Regions from separate parts of the Drosophila melanogaster genome. Here region 1 is linked to region 2. A link is a contact called in public HiChIP or PLAC-seq data. All regions are on one chromosome and are shown on one strand. The core of a region is the stretch at or near the end of the contact, and the rest is flanking DNA. Distances in the headings are between cores, read along the strand shown.

What was found. HiChIP or PLAC-seq counts read pairs in DNA pulled down with a chosen protein or histone mark.
Region 1: a contact with region 2 is called in a Psq HiChIP or PLAC-seq map of the Kc167 cell line, with 2.9 times the contacts expected there. The contact joins the promoter of step here to the promoter of Lamp1 in region 2. A contact is called at or near these places in 2 of 107 Hi-C or Micro-C datasets (the Kc167 cell line and the S2 cell line) and 2 of 6 datasets of contacts at active chromatin or transcription factors (both in the Kc167 cell line).

The regions. Positions count from the first base shown.
Region 1 is chr2L:21,755,479-21,761,486 of dm6, reverse strand. It overlaps step (steppke), which reads left to right and starts at 4,021. Exons shown (of 11, transcript NM_001273749.1): 1 at 4,021-4,323; 2 at 4,860-4,933. CG1416 reads right to left here and starts at 3,477. Exons shown (of 4, transcript NM_136277.3): 1 at 3,128-3,477; 2 at 2,409-3,045; 3 at 2,121-2,256; 4 at 487-1,007. The coding sequence starts at 3,275. The coding sequence ends at 864.
Region 2 is chr2L:21,569,292-21,575,069 of dm6, reverse strand. It overlaps Lamp1, which reads right to left and starts at 1,681. Exons shown (of 4, transcript NM_136267.5): 1 at 1,509-1,681; 2 at 1-283. The coding sequence starts at 1,575.

The DNA of each region.
Region 1 (6,008 bases), core at 2,772-5,271, 180 kb before region 2:
TATACATATATTGATATATATACTTCATATTGTCGGATACCTTCTTCTTGATACATACTTTTTAAATAATCAATTATACTCTTTAGCTCAACGAGTAACAGGTATAAACAGAGATGCTATGGCTTTTTCCGTTAGTCTTTTTTTGTGTCCGTTCGTATGATCGTCGGGATCTTGGGAACTATAATTATATTCCAGATATATATGACTATAATGGACATGGCTATATTGATTCGGCTGTTGATACTGATTACGAATACATTCACGATCGGAAACACTCACTTAAAGATTTTGGCGGCGTTCATACGGACAGACAGACAAACATAAAGAAATCGGCTTGGCAAGTGAACCTGATAAAATGGAATGGAAAACTGTTTCATTATGTGGAGCAAAATTCCTCCTTTTATACTCAGTGCCACCTAGCCCATGCTTTCCCCTTCGGAGTAAGAAATGGTATGAAAATCGGAAATCATAAAAATATAACTTTTTAAATTTCAGGCTTTTAAAGCTTTTTATGTCCTTAATAATATAACAAATTTATTATTAATATTCAATTCAAAATTATAAACATTTTGTTTTAAATTATTGTTTATTGTTTCTCAATGTGTGAAATCAATGTCGAATGCCTGAATTGTATTCGATTTTTTGTAAGTAATGTGTTTTTTTAGCGAGCCGCGGACTTTCCAGTTCGATCGATATACCTAAGAGGATTTGAAAAAGCCTCTAAGGATAAACAGAAATTACAGTTATGATTGGAAATGAAATTCTCGCAGTACTCTAGGTTGAATACAAATAATAATCCTTCGATAATCCGCCATACACCAAGCCCTCAATCATTCAGTGCAATCCGCACTAGAAGCGTCCTCTTATAAGGCATCAGATATTGAGGTACCGAATCCAAAGGTCTGTTTGATGCTATGCCAGTAATATCGGTACCAGTTTGTCTTCATCGCATCAAATTCGGACGCGGGTATCCCGGTCTGCTTGAGCGACATCATTGTGCTGGATGACTGCAAGGAGGAAGCGTTATATTTGAGGTAAATATTATTTTGGGATAGCACTGAAAGCATCATTCTCCGAATGTATAGCGAGTAACGCTTACAAATTAAAAAAAAAAAAACAGGCATACAAAAAAATCCTTATTGGTTATAGTCAAGTCAGGAAAATTAAGCTTAAGGAAGGATCGCAAAACTTAAAATTAAACAAGGAAGAACGCTATAATAGAGTTCCCCGACTATAAAGAAATAAATTAAGTACAAATTGTGTGGTCGTCACTCTGGGAGTATTAATAATATATTTTAAAAATGAGATAGGTAAAGATGAATATGCTGCATTGCCTCCGAAAAGACGGCTGACAAACGAACATCGTCCATTAAATTTACTAGTAAGAGGTAAATAAAGTACATTTCCTAATTATATATATTTGACGTTCGATAGAAATTGGAACGGCAAATAATAACACGAAAAAAATTCAAAACTTTTTTCAAAATTCATAAGGACAGACAAGGCTAGATAGATTTGGCTACTGATACTGATCAATAATACATATAGCGTCGGAAAAGTTCACTTCATCCTGTTAAATATTCTTCAACGAATCTACTAGACCATATTTCTCTACGGGCATACAGAGTTTTTTATCCGTTTCATCCTATTTCGCAGAACCCTTACTTCAGGAATTTATTTTTAGATTAGATTCGAGCTTTTACATCGTTTTTAACCAAATTTGCTGGTTTCCATCATATAATGTAATTAGGTATTAATAGGAATTTAACCTGAATGTAAATTTCAAAAATGTACTAAACCAAAATCATTACATTCATAAGTTTAAATCCGACGTATTGTAACGAATTTAATTTTTTTCTTAACCAATAAATAATAAATAGACAAATCACAAAGTTATTTTTTTTTCATATTACTATTTTCTTTGTGCACATAAAATTTTGTAAATATTTCGAATTTAGAGGCCCGTAGGAATATGGTCTTATACGCGTTATTTATTGACTGATAAGGAGTACTACATTCTTTGAAAATTATATCGTATATTGTTAATCAGGATCACTAAGCGGGTCAATTTAAAAAAATAAATAATAATATATCTAGTTTTCGTTGTCCTAGTAACTTACAGTTTCTTCCAGCTCTATGACAACGTTTGAGTAGTGACCAGATGTCCAGTTTTTCAGACGCCAGCTCTGCTGTATTTTTTTTTCAGGGACGAGCTCTTCGAATTTTCCGAGCACATTGCCTCCGTAAAGAATAAATCTACAATAAAAGACAAAAGATTACTTACCATAAAGAAGTGAAGACAAGGGCGAGGGGCGAAATTTATGGTTATTCATAACAAGATTACTAAATGACGACACAAACGGTCCTGATGTGATGGTAAAATAAAACGACCAGGGACAAAAACTTACTCTCCACCGCGCACGGCATCTACTTTGGCAGGTGCCCTCGTAAAGGCAGTGACCATTTCTGGCTTTGTGAGAGCGTTGTAAAGGTCATTGGCGCTGCAGTGAAATTCTTCGGTCATCGAGAGAGTGCGAACGTCCAGTTTACAGCCGATGCCAGAGTTCTTCAGCCTAGGAGCCGCCACCGAGGAGTTTAAAGCGATATTTTGGGCTGCATTACGGGTATTGTTGGCATCCTTAAAATTCGCCACAGTATTTCCCGCTCCGGCCTCGTCGCCCTTCTTTGGTAGGATAAGGTTCTTGGAGTACTCCTCCTTCAACTCTCGGATGTAGGAAGCCAGTTGCTGCCGCACGCGGTCTCGTCCCACGTTGTACATGAACTGTTTCAGGGTCTCCGACTCGTCGTTGGACTCGTCGATTGTCACCGTGATCTCTACGTCGGCTAGTTCGTTCTCCTCGGAGAGATTGGGAATGGTTAACTTGCCCTTGTGGATCAGCTTGCTGTTCTTTAGGAGCTTTCCAGACCACTTGAGCACCAGCTCCCACTCGTAGAAAAATATGAGCTTGCCCTTGCGATTGTTCACGGTGGCCTCCCCGGAGCATTTGTCCACGGAGTCCACGGCACACTCAATGTCGCTTTGCCCTGCGTTTTGAGAAGTTTACTTTTAGGTTAGGATATACCTAAAATGTATGTTCTACACTACTACAAATTCTTATATACTCGCCTATTTTGAAATCCTGAAAAAGCTGATGCAGGCGGTCCTTGGACCATGGCGTGGCGTTCTTTTCCGTCCAGTGCCAGTTGTTCACGTTGGTGGCGTCGGGCCGCTCCTCCACAATCCAGCGCGGATCTCCTTCTCCCCACTTGGCCATCGCTTTCTTACTGTAGAATTGTATGAAACTGTCTTCAATTTTATGAAAAGATGGAAGATGTTGGTTTACTTTTGATCCGGCAGTCTTAGCTTAAACTAATTCGGACAATTACTATGGCCAGCGAGTGGAATTTTCTAGAATTCTGCGGTTCAAAATAGGGATGTAAAAATTATCGATGCCAGTGCACACATATGTTGGCAGCGTTGCCACCAAGTCCGAGGTGTTTGTGCCGTTAAAAAAACGAAATGATGTGTAAATTTCCTGACGATATTTTAAATGGAGTTATGACGAAAGACGTATTCGTTCAGTGAATTTTTTAACAGATTTAAAATGGACAGTAAGTATTGGTGGTATTGTATTTTTTTATAACAAGGTTGTTTTAATGTTATATTTTTATGTACGTCCAAAACTTTAAGTTTATGTTTTTAACTTGTAACAAACAATTTTCGAAATGGTAATAGCCGATTCCCGCAAATCACACCATAATGGATGTAACAAAGTTGTTTTACAGCTTTTCAAGCTATTTGTCTTGAAATAGATAAGGTCTGCTCTAATCTCTGAAAAAGTGTACCCCTAAAAATATTTAATGTATTGTTGCAAGTAAATAATTAGCCCTAATTTTTTTAGTTCTACTGATTAAAAAGTTCTTACGTTTGGTTACAAGATGCAGTGGCATCAGGATATTTTAAAAGTGGCCACACAGAGCTCGCGTAACACCCAGCTTAAGTCAGCATGCACTTGTTATTTTTCAGTTGTTTACTCAACCGATAGCTGAATTCAGCACATCCCTAGTGGAGAGCTGAAAGAAAATGGCGATAGAATTTTTTTGGTGTTGATTTGTTTATTATCCGTTCGTCTTTGATTGTTCAATGAAAAGCCTTAAAAATTAGCCAACTGCTGGTGAAAAATGTACAACTAGAGTGTGTGTCGTGTGCGCGAGAGTGTGTGTAGTAGCTCAGTAGCTCCGCGATGATTAGCGCAATGGACAATTTCGACAACAGATCGTACGGTGCCATATCAAAGGGGCGCAGTGAATTCTCAATGCCAGGTAAACAGCAGATACTTTTGCTGGCCCGAAGGATATAGCCTAGCATGAACAGAATACGAATCTTTGTATTGATAAAATTTTATTAAGATCACAAATTGGGATACCCACAACTACAAAATAAGAGAAGCAACAAGCAACATTTGTATGTATAGACTTGTGTGCTAGGTGAAATGTTAGTGCACATATGTATGTATATTATGTACATATGTACATTGCGTTCTCGTTTTTGGCCTTCGTCAGAATTAAGTCCGAAGAGCTTTGGTAACGCTAATAAGCCAATTTGCACAATTAGCAATCCATTGTGGTTTCGACAAGTGAAAATTGTTTATCGGCCTAAGCTAGTGACGTAGCCTACAAGATGCTTTCATCGCATCGCAAACAGCTCGTGTATGCACGTGTGTATGTGTGTTGGGCGCGTGTGCCTGGAATGCTGCTCTGGTGTTTTTTATTTTTACTGTTGGTGTTGCGATACAATTTACAAAATGCCCAGAAACAAGTATATGAATTTATTATTGATTCGCATCTCGTTCTTGCAGAACTTACACCGGAGCAGCAAAAACTGCTGATTGAGCTGCGACGCAAGAAGCAGGAACTTTTACTCGAAATACAGGTAATTGACCATCAATATATACATACATTTTTAATTTTGGAAACAACGATTTAAGAACATATTCGTATACACTTGTAGTATACAGAAAAACAATTTCGTGATGTCTTTTTGTCTGGAGTTTTTGCCAGCTTCTTTTTAGGTGATTTGACAGAGAGGGAGCAAAGACACTAGACTTATTCCAGAGCCTTTGTAGGGAGGGCTTGACGGGCTCTGAATTTTTTTATATGAACGATTAATCTTAAAATATATAAATTTTAATAAACCGATAATAAAAATGATGGTAAAATTATTGTTGGTGCTAAGAATTAATTTAGCAAATAATCGAAAGTAAATATCCCAAAAAAAAATACAATAAAAACATTAAGAAGAGAGATAGTGGGCAAGAGAGTCGATTTTTATGTTGTTGAGTAGCATATGTGCATTTATATGTATTTATAAAATTTTATGAATACCTATAAGCCAGACCAATTTGGTTTTTTTTTCTACTTAGGTTGTTTTTTAACTCCTTAATGCGGGAAGATTTGTGATCTGGCGGCTAGTGGCAAGTTTAGCTATTTATGTTCGTGTTGCGATCGTGACTAGTTTTCACTTTGTTAAGACTTCTTTATGTTCAACAACTTTTTTAAAAGAAATATATATTTTAGTGCTCATATCATATCATACCTGAATACAATGACCATGGTTTTAACCCGCACGATCTACGATTGAAATAAAGCATTTGAAAATGAGTTGTTAAACGCCATATAGGCTTTCTCTGGTGTCTTTCTATAAAAAAAATCCAAAAATACTTGCTAGGATTTTAATATTTTTTGTGGTTAAAATTACCACTCACCAGCCCCATTACAAGTGATAATTTTGGTAGTGTATTTAAAGTCTTGTCAAGACATAATGTTTCAATTACCAAATCTGAATTTGAACTGAATTATTCACTCGAATTCCGAATATACAAATAAAATAAAAAGAAAATGTTTGTTCAGTCGAAACAAACTGTCCCTCCGGAATTCCCTCAGAATATTCAAGTCATCGCTCCTGTGACGATCGGTTCACCAGAATAGTAAAACTGCTGTCTTCCAAC
Region 2 (5,778 bases), core at 432-2,931:
ATAATACAAGAGGTATTCCAAGCCCCAATGGATGGTTGCGGATATGGTTGCGGGGCAATGGTCGTGCTTATCACTGGTGCGGTGGTCGATGGTGATTCCGTTGAAGGTGTGGTAGATCTCGGAGTTATTGTAGAAGTTGATCTGGTTGTGATAGGTTTCTCAGTTGTTGTCGAAGACGTTGAGATTGTTGAGGAGCTGCTGGTCAGTGGGTTTGCTTGTTCCAGAAACAAATCACTAACATTTTTACCGACTCTCGGCAAGCCAATAAGCTTTTGAGAGAACACTAAAAGAAGAATTTTTAAAAATATTAAAGCTTTTCTTTATTAAATCGGAATTTTCTTTAAATTGACGTGAAAAAAAAATTATTTATTAGAGATTCAAATGTACATATGGTTAGCTCTAATTGTATTTCCTTTGTTCTCTTATCAAAAAATTACCCTTTGTTATTTATATTAGTGAGTTTGGACTTGATGGACAATTTATTTCCGTTTTCAGTGATTTGTAGAGATCCTATGAAAATGGCCGTACCGTAACATATTGTCAAATATTTATACAAACCAAATGTATAAGGTCGAAATCGAATTTTAAATTCGGTCTGGTTATAGAACTATTTAACAAGATAAGATTAGTAGGAACACACTACAAATTAAAAAATAAAAAATATTTTCTGATTTAATCATTTATCCTTCTGTTGCTATGCCGAAACATTTTATCACGCATGCTATAAAAAAAAATGTTTTAAATTGTTTATTTTAATATGTCTCCCCAAATATGTAGGTACATACATATGCCCAGTCTAGCTCCAAGTCTTTGTTGTCTTATCCGCTTATCATAGTCTGATAGTCAGAGAACCGACTATAGCGTTATCTCTTGTTGTTATTTTATCACAGATTGTTTTTTTTATGTCATATATTATTTTGTATATACTATGTGCACAAATGTCTAACATTGGTATTGAACAAATGACCCAAAATCTTGTTATATGAATTGACAGATAGTAACCAAAAACTAAAGTATGCTATATGGCGGATACAAATTTAATATGATATGCCGATTTATACACCCATGCATATAAATATTTTAAGTGCATAAAATAAATATGGATGCATACGGTGGCGGATGACTTTATCTGCATACAAAACTGTAAATTGCCAGAACAAATAAGCGAAAGGGGTAAAAATGGATGTTCTCCGGGGCTAACGAACGTAAGCGACACCATTTTTCTAGAAGAGTTATGAAAGGATAGCCAGATTACTGAAATAGGTTTAAAACCCTTGATCTACGAAGGCAAAACTCGCAATTCAACCGTTTACACCTTATTACGCCGATAAGACACTAACGCATATGGCGACGTGAACGGCACCGGAAAAATAAATTATGTGCGATGAACAAACGACATACATATACATATAAAAAGAACTGCGATGTATTATCACATTGAACAAAGGCCTCCAATGCGACGCATTTCATTGCTGTTTTAAAAAGGGTTTAATTGGCTTGGCACTAACCTGTACTGCTTAGTAAAAATAACATTATTAGTAATGCCGAGCAGGTCAACAATTTGTTGGCGAACATATTGAATGGCAATCTCACTTAAGTTGTGTTGCAGTTTTTCTATACGTTAATCTACTACACTGACACATACGTTTTTGTCTCGACTGAGCTAGTTTTTATTTTGACCTTCTTCATCAATAGTGTGACCGAATTTCTAAAAGAACTAAAATTAGCCCATATGGAACCGTAATAATAGTACATGTCCACTACAGCAAGATGTCTATCGATATTTAATGAAACTTATAATAATAATATACCAAAAAATATATTCTTAATTCCATAATATAATACAATTAGTACATTTTCTTATCAAACATTTAATTTCTGATCAATCGAAAGAATTATATGTATAACATGTTATAATTTTATCACGGGTTTATATAACACAGGTTTATAACACACAGGGTTTATAACACAGTGGAAATATTTATAAATTAATTTCCATATTTTGAGTTCATTGACTTAATGAAAAAATGTTAGGTATTACCAAAGACACTATAATAACAAGATGCGTAACGCCATACGATTTTTTGGCACACGATTTTTTCGCCGTGGCTCTAGAGGTGGCTCCAGGCTCTCTCGAATTTTTGTTAGAGAGCGAGAGAGCGAAGAGCGCTACAGCTAACAACTGTATGTGTGCACACGTATGCTCATGCATTGTAAATGGGACAAAATATCCCCTTCACCCTAGAGGTTCTTTGACGTTAAATCTATATTATTTTTGATCAATTGGCACCATGCGAAAAATTCTTGTTTTGCATTGCCTTAACGTTATTATTGTTTGAAAATAGATTAGAAATAGCCAAATCTATGTACATATTATCACAAAAATAAATTTCAAAAATGACTTTATGTAAGAATATTTGTCATTAGAGTATTCATATTGAGGCGTGTGAAAAATTAATATGGCAATGATTGTTGAGTGCTTGTGTCCGCACTTCGTGCCGCAAGATATGAACAAAGCAAAGACACTAGAATTATTCGTTTATCCGTTTACACATTTATATTTTTGTTTAATTCTAATTTGTCTTTCATCTGACAATTTTTTAAAAGCGAAATATTTTTTTTAAACACTTTTAATGTTAATGTTACATCATATTAAGTCAAATGACTTAATAAATATACTAAATAATTAAAGGAAGTACAATAGAAATTATTATAACTACTGTAATTTCATAAATTTCATAAAAATATGATAACTGTTTATTGCAAAAGTCATATCAAAGACACTAGAATAATTCTAGTGTCTTTGCTTTGTTCATATCTTGCGGCACGAAGTGCGGACACAAGCACTCAACAATCATTGCCTTATTAATTTTTCACACGCCTCAATATGAATACTCTAATGACAAATATTCTAATATAAAGCCATTTTTGAAATTTATTTTTGTGATAATATGTACATAGATTTGGCTATTTCTAATCTATTTTCAAACAATAATAACGTTAAGGCAATGCAAAACAAGAATTTTTCGCATGGTGCCAATTGATCAAAAATAATATAGATTTAAAGTCTAAGAACTTCTGAGGTGAAGGGCATATTTTGTCAAATTTACAATGCATGAGCATACGTGTGCACACATACAGTTGTTAGCTGTAGCGCTCTTCGCTCTCTCGCTCTCTAACAAAAATTCGAGAGAGCCTGGAGCCACCTCTAGAGCCACGGCCAAAAAATCGTGTGCCAAAAAATCGTATGGCGTTACGCATCTTGTTATTCTAGGGTCTTTGGCGGAACGGTGGAGTTTTTTTCATGGGAACTTTTTTATTTATTTATTTTTCGTTATTTACAGGTGAATCCTTAAAAATATAAAAGCTAAATGTTTTAGAAAAGTTTGGTCTAACTATGTATGTACGACTTTATTTTATGGGACTTAAGAAGGTATATAAAATGTGCAACTAAAAAATATGTATTCCAATTTTTAAGGAATATCTCCAATCGGAGAGCGTGTTCCAAAATGTTCCCTAAACCACCTTAAAGGACGTTTGCTTAAGGACATTTCAGGAATAATTCAAACATAATATCCACACTTTTTGAAATAACTGCATATCAGAGGGTCAGCCCTATGAACTAGGCCCCCACACAGAAAATAAGGCATAGAGCGTGTTCCATACGGAATGCCGTGCTTGTTGGCTTTGTAGTGGCGACTGAAGCTCTTATGAAAGCTCCTGATAGACAGACTTTGGGAAGTATGCGCTTAGCCTTGGGGTACTAATTTAGGGCCATTTTAAATTCATTTAAACCCCGACTTGAGTTTCCGTTCTATTTCTTTTCTAAACAAATCGTCGTGGCGTCAAGTCATGAAAAGTTCGTTTTGTTGTAAAATTATAACCTGCCGGCGAGTACATTTTTTTTAGTGCGGAATTATATTATCATAATGTGTTTTACTCGCCAGAAAACGGTGCGCGGTCTAAGTTTTTGCATGTGTTTTCCAGCCGGAAATTTAATCTGGAAAAATCTTCGCATCCATTGCGCAGCAGTTTCACCGCCCAGACCCCAAGGTTTGACTGGGGCAGTCACAGGTTAGTGAATATCAGGGGAAAAGTGATCAGTTAGTTGACGCGATGGATTTAACTGTTTAGGCGGGCAGAAAGATAGAATAAAACCGAGTCAGGCCAAAGACACTAGAATAACTAGAATAATAGAAAAGAGCTGTTCGCTGTAGCGCTCTTCGCTCTCTCGCTCTCTAACAAAAATTCGAGAGAGCCTGGAGCCACCTCTAGAGCCACGGCGAAAAAATCGTGTGCCAAAAAATCGTATGGCGTTACGCATCTTGTTATTCTAGTGTCTTTGGTCAGGCCGTCCAGTGGAGAACCCGTGGAGCACCATTGAGTGACCAAAGCCTATAGAAGCAACCGTAGCGCGAACGCAGTCTCAAATAAATTAAGACCCTGCGGTTTGTATTTAATTTAATTGTTAGAAAGATGTATTAATAAAAAAAGAACACAAAGTATAGTTAAGCACGATGACAAAAAAAGCAGGGTTAGGAGACAAAAATACACTGGGAGAACTTCCGGATGAAGTAAGCATAAGAAAAATCAAAAAAATATTTATAAAATGCTTAAGACAGAATGTCTGACGTAACCCTACATCGGCGGGAAAAATTACAGAACTGCAAAGTATTATTAAAGTCGTTTAGATTTGAAATTCGAGTGAAAGTACCTGTATTTTCGTATATTTTCAAAGTATTCGAGATTTAAAAATTTGAGTTACTTTTATTTACATAAAATTTTAAATTGGAAATTACACACAAAACACACTGAGAGAAATTGCGAAAAAAATCAACTTAATAACTGTTCACACATGAACACGAATATATTTAAAGACTTACAATTTTGGGCTCCGTTCATATCTTATGTAAATGAATCGAGAGCGATAAATTATATTTAGGATTTTGTTATCTAAGGCGACATGGGTGCATTGCTCAAAAACATGTAATTTAAGTGCACACTACATGAGTCAGTCACTTGAGATCGTTCCCCGCCTCCTAAAATAGTCCCTTAGTGGGAGACCACAGATAAGGTCCTCGCCGCTCAAGATAGGCAGATGTGCCCGAGCGTGGGACCTCGATAAGGCGGGGACTATTTACTTAGGCCTCTGCGTAGGCCATTTACTTTAAGATGCGATTCTCATGTCACCTATTTAAACCGAAGATATTTCCAAATAAAATCAGTTTCTTACAAAAACTCAACGAGTAAAATCTTCTTATTTGGGATTTTACATTTGGTCAATCGAGCCTTTAATCGACTCTGCAGTTTCCCCCTACCAAAGGTAAGGAACTCAGAGAAAGGCCAGCTCCTTTAAGCATCTTACAGCTAAAGGTAGCAAAAATAAGTAACTCTTGTTTCCCCCTACCAAAGGTAAGGAACAGAGTATAAATATAAAAAGCAAAAGATACAAAAGAATCTTTTATGTTTTAAAACAAGCACCTTATAGTCTATAGCTAAAGGTTGCTTTGTGTACCATTATAAATTGTGGTAAGGCGTGCTTGAGGCCATACATCAGCAATTGTGAAATTAAAAAGTGCATAACAAAAGTGCCTTATAAATGCTCTAATAGCATTAAATCAGCTCATAAATAGAGTGCAGTGTATATGCCATAAGAGCATAAATTAAATAAAAAGTGCCTGAAAACAGTGCCTTATAAATGCTCTAATAGCATTAAATCAGCTCATAAATAGAGTGCAGTGTATATGCCAAAAGAGCATAAATGCCGAAATAAATGGC